Linked DNA regions of Mus musculus: all the other regions are linked to region 2. The links are chromatin contacts, called in public Hi-C maps. All regions are on one chromosome and are shown on one strand. The core of a region is the stretch at or near the end of the contact, and the rest is flanking DNA. Distances in the headings are between cores, read along the strand shown.

Region 1 (3,635 bases), core at 67-2,566, 330 kb before region 2:
TTGGATTTATGAAGAGATATTGAGTCTAAAAGTAGTATGGGCTTATATATTTTAGCTAAAACAAAAGAAATATTAGGAGTGTATTATTATATTTAACAATGGCCAGGGAAACTACATCAGAAACACCACGCCAATGTTTAGAGGTAGCTGGGGCTCTGTTGACTCAGATCCTTATGACATCTCTCAGGAACCCAAGTCATCACTGACTGGTAGAATGAGGTGATCTGCCCATAAACATGGGTCCCTGATTACGCATGAAAGTTAGTGACAGTCCCAGACATACCCGTTTAGCTGGAGACTATTTGTTGAGAGCTGCTGTGGAGATGCCCACGCTTAGGTGGCAGAAGTGCACACCCTTACCAACCATCATGATTAGACTCAAAGACACTGGTGGAGATTTGAAGATTGCAAAGTATAAATACTGCTTGGCATTCCAAATTTATAAACAAAAATAGATGTATCAAAGTAGATTGTGTCTAAAAATATTGACCTTTATTTGTGATCTTTTGGAAATTCTGACAAATGAGTTCTGGGAAATCAAACTGCATATATATATATCACACATCAACACTGTCCACTACATAGTTTATAAAACCATTTAACAGTGGTAATTTCCTGAATCGGTGCACTGAAATCTATCATGCCAACTAGAACTGGTCTGCGCTGAGTAGCTATCCACCAGAAATGGATACAAAATAAGCAGCCATTCTCACACACAAGTCCCTTCCCCCTGTGCTTTCAATCAATTCCACCTGCTCATCTTATCCAGAACACAGAGATAAAAGAATGAGGCAAAGAAAGACTAGAGCAAAACACACCTCCATTTAATCATGAGCAAATGTCTTCCCTTCTACATCCACTTCTACTCCTGTGGAGTGCCAGTGTCAGAGGCAGACAAGTAGTGTGAGGAACCTGAGTCTTGTTTCCCAATTGGTGAGTTAGGAGCTCAAGTGCTTGCTGTGCCACAATGCATTCAGCATTTGCTAACTAAGGACCTAGTATGTTCTAGGATTGTCAACGGGTGTCATCTCAGGCATAATCCCTACCTCCATCAGTCTCCAGTGTATTTGTAGAAGACAAACAAGTGGTAAAACAATTGGGAACTGCTTCCTAAGGATCCCATGGAGATGGTTAAGGAGAACAAATAGAGAAGAATAGTGAGGAGCATCACTGGGAACCCAAAGAACATCTCCTTGGGGAACAAGATGTAAATGAGAAACAGGATGTAAACGAAGAGGGCAGCAAGGAAGGCAGTGGAGAGAACACTCCATAGCAAGGTATAACAGTTCCAGGGCTCCAGGGAAGGAGGGGCTGGGGAATAGTTCCAAGAACAGCAAGCTTATGTGGCTCCAGTGTGGTGAGAGAGTGACAGGAGCTAAAGCTTATGGTGTTCATGACAAGAACCAAAGAAGAAAAGTGTGTGGGCATGCTTTGCGTTTCCAGCCCTGCGCCACTGTGAGGATTAACATAGTCACGGGTGTTTCAGGCTGTCCTCTACAGAAGCAGGCCACCAGGAAAAGAAAAACACTTGAATGCAAGCTTTACTGGTGTCCCGCCCTTTCTAAATGAAGGATCTCTCTCATGTTTGTTTATCAACCAAGTCCCACGGTTTTCAATTTGCACTGGGGCAAGGAGTCTTGAAAATAAGACCTTATTTTCTCACCTTCATACATCACACTTGAAAGACAGAATAACATGACTGGAGCTTTTTTTTTAATGCCAAAATATCAGACAACACAACACTTAGAGAGGCTGAGATTCTTTTCTGGTTTTGTCACACAATGCCTTGCAGGGGATGCGAAAGGAACGGTCAGACATTCCCTCTCCTCATTCCAGCGTTCTCCGCTCCCACTGGTTTTCCAGTGGAATTTTAAAAATGGAATGTGGGTGGGAAAAAAGGTGGGGCTGTAGCCCAACCAACTTACTCATTCATGAGTTCATTCACCAAGTCAATTATGCTGGTATGAAAGATGGGGGTTCCATCCCTGACCTTTATTATACTAGCACAGTCTCACAAACATCAAGAGTGTGTTCACACTTTTCATGTTGCTGTGCTTGTATAAAAGCCCAACAAGAAACATCTCAGGGGAGGAAGGGTTTGTTTTGGCTTAGTCTTAAAGAAAGAACACAGACCACTGAGGCAAGGAAGGCACAGTGGCAGAGGCACGAGGCACCTGGTCATGTTTTCTTTTATAGTCATGAAGCAAGGAAAGGAAGGCTGGGGTTCCTGTTCCTCACTCTCTAGTAGTATTAGACCCCAGCCTATGGATCTTACTGTTCACACCAAGGGATGGCCCTCCAGTTAAACCTTTCGGTAAATGCCTTCATAAACACATCCAGATGTGTGTTTGCCTGGAGATTCTAAATCAAGATAAAACAATCACTCATAGGAATTCGGGACCTAAGGGAAGATTCTCATTTATCAGTTTATCTCTTGCATGTGAATATATTGTTAACTCATAAGGATGATTTGGATACTAGCTTCCTGGACAAGAATCCAGGCACTGCCAATCTGGCATGAAGAAAGAATAAATGTCAAGGGACATGAATAAAAGCAGGGGTCTCTGGCAAGAGGAAATGTAGGGGCTGAGGTGCACACCGAACACAGGATAACTAACAGTCTATGTGGGCAGTATTGGTGGATGTGAGCTCACCTCTTTTCTCCGAAGAATGTATCAGGAGACAGTTTTGCTTGGAAGAGATTTTCAAACCAAAGTCATCAATAAAGCTTGTGCCTGTTTCAATAAGTGCTGCGTCCAGACCGTTTTGTCTCTCTGACTCCTACACTCTAAACGCCTTGGGAAAACTGAGCCGATAGTGGTGCATAATAAGATATTAGGCAATTGTGGCCATCAGAAATAGAAGAAACAGAGTGCCTCTGAAAGGGCCAAGTGCAGAAAAACGACACAGAATGGAGCAGAGAGAAATTAGCATTAGTGCAGCTGAGGGAGATAAGAAACAGAACACTGTTGCTGAATGGAGGTCAGACAATACGTATCTTTGGCTGTAGATGGTAAAAGTTATTATTGAGTCGAGCTGTCTATAGACCTACAAGAAAGATAAAAGCTTAGGGGAGTTAATATAATATGGGAATTGGAAAAGTCCCTACAAGGAAGACGTCATGCTAATGAACCAGGCACACTGTTTCTGCGAGGATTTTGTACCAGTGTTAGTGGGGGAGAGGAAAGAACCAGGACACAACAGATCACCTTTTAGTTTTCCCAGAAGGAAAAGTGAGCAGTAAGATGAAGCAGGGAAAGCCATTAGGAACCGATAAAGGAGAGGGTCAGGAGAAGAAAGTTTCATATTCCATATAATAGTCTACAAAAATTCCATACTCCAGACTCAGCTTGCTTCAACATAATTGTTACATATCACACATGCATAGCTCACCTTTTAGTTAGACCAGCACAGTGCAAAAATGAGGTTAGATCCTTGTGAAAGGTTCAAGATCCTTATCAGTCTCCTTTGTACGCGTACCAAACATTTTCCCAATTAAACAAAAGAGTTAGATTTAAAAAAATTATCACCTCTCCTGGGCATATATCCAGAAGATGTCCCAACTGGTAAGAAGGACACATGCTCCACTATGTTCATAGCAGCCTTATTTATAATAGCCAGAAGCTGGAAAGAAC
Region 2 (3,625 bases), core at 190-2,689:
CACAACAATGCTCAGAGAACATTTACTGAATTAAACTGAATTCTTTCTCAAATCATCCTTTTTTGGGCCTAAAATTTCTTAGAAAATAATGGTAATCATTTTCAAACCAAACGGTAAGAACTTGCTGTTATTAAAAGTATGCTAGAGGCAGCAACTATATGCTGTTAGATTACTTTTGATATTACATAGATTGGACACATGCTGTCATTGACTAGCAGGGTGAGTAATACCCCTGGAATCATAGAGACTGAATGGTTCTGAGATTAATATAGTAAGAATCACAATGACTTAGTTCATTGTGATTCCACTTAAGCGAAGCTTTGTTGGAAAATAAAACGTAGGACTTGATTCTCCACATCCTTGTCCCAGGAACTATTTTTAAAGTTTTATTTACAAACAGCTTCAGCCCTTGAGTCTCCAGTGCTGGTTACACAGTGGTGTAATAAAAGAACCAGAGAGTAGATATCTACTCAGCAGAGGTGTTGCAGCATTAATGACCAGGGAAACTGACCTGAGAACAACACCTGAAACCACAATATAATCTGTAGAAGGAAGGAGGCAAGAAGATGTTGGGTTCGCTTGGCAGCCAGCACAATGCACTCTATTGAGAAATAACTTATCCTCGGGTACAACCTGGTTATGCTTTACTATACATTTGGGGGGGGGCTGGTCTCCTTGCTCCATTCTCTAAAGGAATCTGAGGACTTGTTAATGATAGGGGGGTGTCAAGATCCCCAGAAGAGATGGACGTTACTCACTGGAAAATGCAGACTTTCCGGCATCACTCTGGCCAAGCTCTTAAATTTGAGAAGCAAGTGATTAGAAGTTAGCAAGTGTTTCTGTAGTGGTGAGATGTAGGGTAAAGGACAATTGCTACCCTAAACTACAGGTAGCACCAAAATGCTATCGTCAACAGTTACACAATGTGAGGCTGCTGCCTACTAGGACATGGTCCCACCAAGAAGTGCTTAGATGCAGGAAAATGATGTTGGATTTTCCCATCAATACTACACTAGTGGATCTCACATCCAGCAATATTTCTCACTGTTTAAATGCAACTCCAAATTCGAGCCTGTAGAATTCAGGGAAAGAATTCCTGGAATGCTGTAAATGTTTGACTAGTTCGGGTGCGCTTAGGGGCTAGACACCACAAATGAAACTGATTTACTTTTACTACGACTAAGCTCATTAAAATAATTCTATCTTTCCTATCTGGCTAGAAGAAAGTAGAGTGATTCTGATGACCTGGGATAAAGCAGGAGAGTGACGGGATTTTGGTTTTATTCGCACACAAACATGAATAGAGGACTCTTTTTTCTATATCCCTAAAGACATCTGGAGATGACTCGCTTTTTAAGTAGTCACCACCAGGGCTATCAGTTCTTTCAGAAAGACCCCACTATGGCATTTACACAGCAGCCACTAGCTCAGCATCCCCTAGCTGGGCTCAAGCAAAGAATTCTAGGAATGGGGAAAGGAATGGTATATTAGGTGGAGAGGTTAGTGAGGAATGGGAGGAGGGGGAGAAGGCACACTCCTCATCCCTATCAGCCGACTATTATTAACTATTATGCTGATGGAATGGAATCTAACTTTATACTGGCTGTGGCTGGCTTTGCTCCAGGTTCACCACTATTGCCAAACAGACTGTGGTTTTCTTAAGTGATCTGGCCTTTGCGCCCTAAGAATCTGTTAATGCAATAAGGGGAGTCTCAAAATCCTACAGCATACACTGACTCTACAGAAAAAAAGAAGACAAAATAAAAATTCTAGAATATGAATCCACTTGAAATCAGTAATTTTAACATTTAAGGTCAAGGGTAAGGGAAAGTCTCATCGGCGGAAAACCTGAGCCAAATCAAAGGTTGTGGAACTCAACCTAAAGATCAACCCAAGTGGAGCAAGAAACTGGCAATCCAAAGGTGATCTGTCGATTGCATTTTGACTCATTACTTCCTTGGGAACTTTGGTTTGCATACAGTATGGTAGATCCTATTTAAGAGGCCATGACCACTACCTCACAATAGTAAACATACTGATAAATCATAAGCCCCCATATACTTACAGAATTCAAATTTGTGGGTTATAATACTTCCATGAAGGACAACAATACAATTCAAGTAAGATATTATCAGTGCAAATCCTAATCACATTCCAAAACATTTAATCTCAGCTTAAAAATCCTACTCCTTTTGCCAACAACAACAATAATTAAAAACAATTAAAGATATTTATTGGGTGCTAATTGCATGTCAAGCACTGTCAGGGATTCACCAACATGATCCGGCTTTAATCTTCAAAACAACCCAGTGAAAACAAGGAATATTTGGTGACTTGCACATGAGGATGCCAAGTCGTAAAACCTCCTGGCAGCCCTGGTCTCCACCATACACCTAGGAGTTTCACAATGGCCACCCTGAGCGAGAGCAATCTGACTCCGTAATCCTTTGGCTCAGACACATGTCTTTGATGAAGACATGTTCATCTGCATGACTTCTAGAAATGAATCTTTACGTTCACCTGTTTCCAATAGAACTCTCCCTGTCAATCTCCAAGTCTACTCCTCTCCACTCAAGAAGGCCCATGAGTTTTTATTGAAGCAAAAACCCAGAAGCCCTTGTGGATGCCCCCTTTTCTCCTCACTTCTAATCCAATACCACCATGCTGAAGACTGATGACTTAATTTTTCTACTCTGTGACTGCCTCATTTGATAGAGAAATGTTGACATTAACACAGATATATAGTCATGTGAAATTAATTAAACATTTAGTGAAAATAAAATAGAGTTACTTCAAAACAATTTTGGTATAAGGATAATTTTACCTTTTTTAAAAAATAAAAGCCAATGTGTATACCAATGAAGTGGATGTGATTATTACGCGGTTTTACATAAAGGACAAAGTCTTGGCTGAATGTGATGCTTTAAAACATAGAGCATCTTCCATGTTTTCATAGTTGACCCACTTTGGTGGTTTGAATGAGCATAGTCTCCCAAAGCTCATATATTTGACTCTACTAGTCCCAAGTTGGTAGAACTGTTTGGGAAGGATTAGAGGTGTTATCTACATCTGGTAGTCCTTGAGGTTTCAAAAGACTGAAACAATTCCTAGTGTGCCTCGAAGTCTCCTGCCTGCCAGTTCAGATGTGAACCTTCAGATGTTCCCACTGCCATATTCTGTCATCATGGACCCCAAACCTCTGAAACTGTAAGCCCAGTTAAATGTTTTCTTTTTTAAGATGTCTTGATCATGGTGTTTTATCACAGCAATAGAAAAGTAACCAAAACATTGATATTTAGATTTTATAATCAGCAATGCTGAGAATACTGCTTCATATAAATATGGAGTACAGAATGGGCAAAATGTGACTAGACCATTAGATAAAGTAATAGAAAGGTTGTCCTAATCCTGAAACAAAATCCAAAGGGCACGATTTAATGGAACTTCCATCTTCAACTTAATAAGCAACTTTTTAAATCAAACAGCTAACAGCGCAATCCAAAGGTGGGTCAATTTAATACACGTTGGACAAAACTATTAAGCCTTTGTTTTCTGTAAACTCTTGTTTCTTCAGGAGCCGAATACATAGTATGTACAGACAATGTGATCCTTAACATGCTATATC
Region 3 (3,483 bases), core at 143-2,642, 280 kb before region 2:
TTTCCGTATATTAAACCATCCCTGCATCCCTGGAATGAAGCCTACTTGGTCATGATGGATGATTGTTTTGATGTGTTCTTGGATTCGGTTAGCAAGAATTTTATTGAGTATTTTTGCATCGATATTCATAAGGGAAATTGGTCTGAAGTTCTCTATCTTTGTTGGGTTTTTATGTGGTTTAGGTATCAGAGTAATTGTGGCTTCATAGAATTAATTGGGTAGAGTACCTTCTGTTTCTAAGAACTCACATGATATGTACTCACTGATAAGTGGATATTAGCCCAGAAACTTAGAATACCCAAGGTACAATTTGCAAAACACATGAAACTTAAGAAGAACAAAGACCAAAGTGTGGACACTTCGCCCCTTCTTAGAATTGGGAACAAAACACCCATTGAAGGAGTTACACAGACAAAGTTTGGAGCTGAGACGAAAGGATGGACCATCTAAAGACTGCCATACCCAGGGATCCATCCCATAATCAGCCTCCAAACACTGACACCATTGCACACACTAGCAAGATTTTGCTGAAAGGAGCCTGATATAGCTGTCTCTTGTGAGGCTATGCCGGGGCCTAGCAAACACAGAAGTGGATGCTCACAGTCAGTCAGCTATTGGATGGAACACAGAGCCCCCAATGGAGGAGCTAGAGAAAGTATCCAAGGAGCTAAAGGGGTCTGCAACCCTATAGGTGGAACAACAATATGAACTAACCAGTACTCCCCAGAGCTCATGTTTCTAGCTGCATATGTATCAGAAGATGGCCTAGTCGGCCATCATTTGGGAAGAGAAGCCCCTTGGTCTTGCAAACTTTATATGCTTCAGTACAGGGGAACACCAGAGCCAAGAAGTAGGAGTGGGTAGGTAGGGGAGCAGGGGGGGGGGGTCGTATAGGGGACTTTCAGGATAACATTTGAAATGTAAATGAAGAAAATACCTAATAAAAATTGGGGAAAAAAAAAAAAGAAACTTTCCGAACATAGCACTTCGGTCTGAATATAGCTCTGTAGTAAGTGTGTTATGCTTATGATATAACATTGAAATTTCCTTCTTAAAATTAGTTATAGGGCTTATGATGTAATAGCTACGGTAAAATGCAAACAATGAATTCTTTAAGTGTGATTATTTTCATATCCATAATTTCCAGCAGAGGTCTCTAGAGAGCAACCAAAGTTATGGAAATAAGGAATATGGGTGCAGAAATTTAAATAGAAATTTTAACTCTTCAGCTTAATGTGGGCTTTCTTTTCACCCACGCCCCTTTCTCTTTTGATGTCTCTGAGCCTTCATCAGATAAAAGGCTGTCTAAAAAACTGATCAGAATAGACACAAGAGAACAGGTTAATCTCAAGTGCACCGGTGTAATGTGTCACAAAACAGACAATGTAATTATCTCAGCAGCCTGTTTAACCAGCTAATTCGGCAGCTTTGCATACCAGGGGTGAGCTCATCTGTTCACGATACTCTACTCCCAGCCAGGGATTTTTCACCCAGCTCACTAGGTTTTACAAAAGCTTGTGAAAGCTTGAGGACTGAGTGTTTCCTTGAATGAGGTTTAACAGCTTTTTGCAATCTTCTATTTATCAGGAAGCAACGGACTAACAAAGAGAATAAACTGCAGATCGGCATTGTATAGTTCCTCCCCCCACCCAAAAAAAAAATGAAGTCATACTGATGTAAATACTTATGTGTTCACCGAAATAAACTCACTCTCCTTACAGGGAATCTCGAGAAATGCTCAACAGGTTAACAGAAATGTGATTTGGGACGTGAAGATTTCTGAACCTGATGTCATTTTCTTAGCAGTAAATTCTCTTGCTATCAAACACGCTCTGCGTGTGTTTGATACTGCTGTATCCTGCTGACCTGGGGCTGAATTTTGGTTCCTGCTAGGTCTTTAGTAAATTGAACCTATTGTACCTTTGTCTTTATAATATGAGTAGTTCCCCATCAGATGTTTACTGAGGGGTTTAAATTATACATCAGGGAAATGCTGTACAAAGAGGTAACAAATAGTGGCTCTCTTATTGCATGGTATCACACGAAATCATAGGTGTAAGCATACATATAGGCATAAATACTTGTACAAAGACACATACATATATATGTATACATATATATGTGTGTGTATGTATGTGTGTATGTATATATATATATATATATATTACAAATAAATACAGCTCTATAAGTGCAAATATCTACTAAGTCAAACACAGGAAACAATAATAAAGTAAATAGATAAACCAAATAACAGAAAGTTCTACTGTCTGCTATCTCTGATGGATCTGATATCTGCGATACTGTATCTTATTATTTCCAGGAGAGTCAAAGCCTTAAACAATGCTAATGGCTGTCTTGAAGGTGAAGCAGAGAGGAAGGAAGACTGTAATTCATCGTAAACCCTATTACTTTCGTGAGCTACTGAGCAAAGCAAGAACAAGTTACATCATCTCGGGTGCAAATTTTAACCCATTAGATTGGGATTGCATCTCAGGTTGATGGAATGGTGAGACTCCATCACCAGAAGGATGTCTAGGAAGCAGTAATGAGGTCACAGAGTGCCGTGCTCTGGACTCAGTACATGGAATCGCAAGTCTTCTGTAGCAGGTTTGAAAGACTGATGTCTGCTTCCATTCTGCTGCCTTAGACTCCAATCGTATCTCTCCTCTTCATCATTCTGTGACCCTCTTATATGTAACTAAGTTATCCTCTGCCTCTAGTTTCCTGCAAACTTCTCTTCCTTTCAATGTTTCACTGAGACTCCATGGGCTCAAGGTTACCCTGGGGTCATGTCCCTGCTGAGCAAGTTTTGTAGCAGTGGCTGCACCTTCTGCCCTTCCCCTGTGACTTTTACAGGCTTGTTACCATGCCCTACTTTCTTCAAGACCCTGCTGAAACATTATCTCCCAGCAAAAGTTTAACCAGTAACTTAGACACACTCTCTCTTTTCTCCTTTTCCCCATAATGCTTACCTAGACCTCAGTTAAAGAATTTCTAGGTTTTTGCATTTGCTATCTCTCCAGCCACTAAAGCTCAGTGAAATCAGAAATTCGGTTTTATTCATTGGGGGGAAAAAAGAGGGGAAAAAAAGGTCCCCAAAAGTCCCTGGCACTCAAAGCAGTTAAAGCAGTTGTTTGGTACACAATTGTTGAATGTTTTACATCTCCACAGTCTATTGCTACCATTAATCTGTCAGCACTCTAAGGAAGATAGGACCTGGATCTTAATCATCATTGACTACACTGCCTGGCACACAAACACACAAAAAGGTGCCTAACTAGTAAAAATTCTTAAAATGAATGAAAAGGAAACAAGGAAGTAGAAAATAAGGCATGTTTTTAAATGAAGAGTCAGTTTTAAGTGATTTTTTAAGGTTGTTAAACACATCAAGATAACCCTGTGGTGTAAAAATAAATAAATGAATGAATAATAAAAAATGAATGAATGAATAAGTAAATGAAAGGTTGCGAATCATATCACTGC

What was found. A called contact is a pair of places that touch in the nucleus more often than the background predicts.
Region 1: a Hi-C map of adipose-derived mesenchymal stem cells shows a contact between it and region 2, with 2.2 times the contacts expected there. The contact joins two enhancer-like sites.
Region 3: a Hi-C map of embryonic fibroblasts shows a contact between it and region 2, with 8 times the contacts expected there. The contact joins two enhancer-like sites. A contact is called at or near these places in 3 of 484 Hi-C or Micro-C datasets (the HL-1 cell line, embryonic fibroblasts and nephron progenitors) and 1 of 115 datasets of contacts at active chromatin or transcription factors (acute myeloid leukemia).

What each region holds. Positions count from the first base shown.
Region 1 is chr1:69,275,790-69,279,424 of GRCm38.p6, forward strand. No RefSeq gene overlaps it. Among named protein-coding and RNA genes, the nearest start is that of Gm28497, 150 kb to the right of the region's middle. Within about 2 kb of position 1,317, at least 28 of the 459 cell types and tissues checked have an H3K27ac peak or open chromatin away from gene starts, as enhancers often do. A contact at or near this core is called in adipose-derived mesenchymal stem cells, where this site is marked.
Region 2 is chr1:69,609,887-69,613,511 of GRCm38.p6, forward strand. All of the region lies in intron 3 of Ikzf2 (IKAROS family zinc finger 2), which reads right to left. Among named protein-coding and RNA genes, the nearest start is that of Ikzf2, 74 kb to the right of the region's middle. Within about 2 kb of position 1,440, at least 28 of the 459 cell types and tissues checked have an H3K27ac peak or open chromatin away from gene starts, as enhancers often do. A contact at or near this core is called in adipose-derived mesenchymal stem cells and embryonic fibroblasts, where this site is marked.
Region 3 is chr1:69,330,434-69,333,916 of GRCm38.p6, forward strand. No RefSeq gene overlaps it. Among named protein-coding and RNA genes, the nearest start is that of Gm28497, 99 kb to the right of the region's middle. Within about 2 kb of position 1,393, at least 47 of the 459 cell types and tissues checked have an H3K27ac peak or open chromatin away from gene starts, as enhancers often do. A contact at or near this core is called in embryonic fibroblasts, where this site is marked.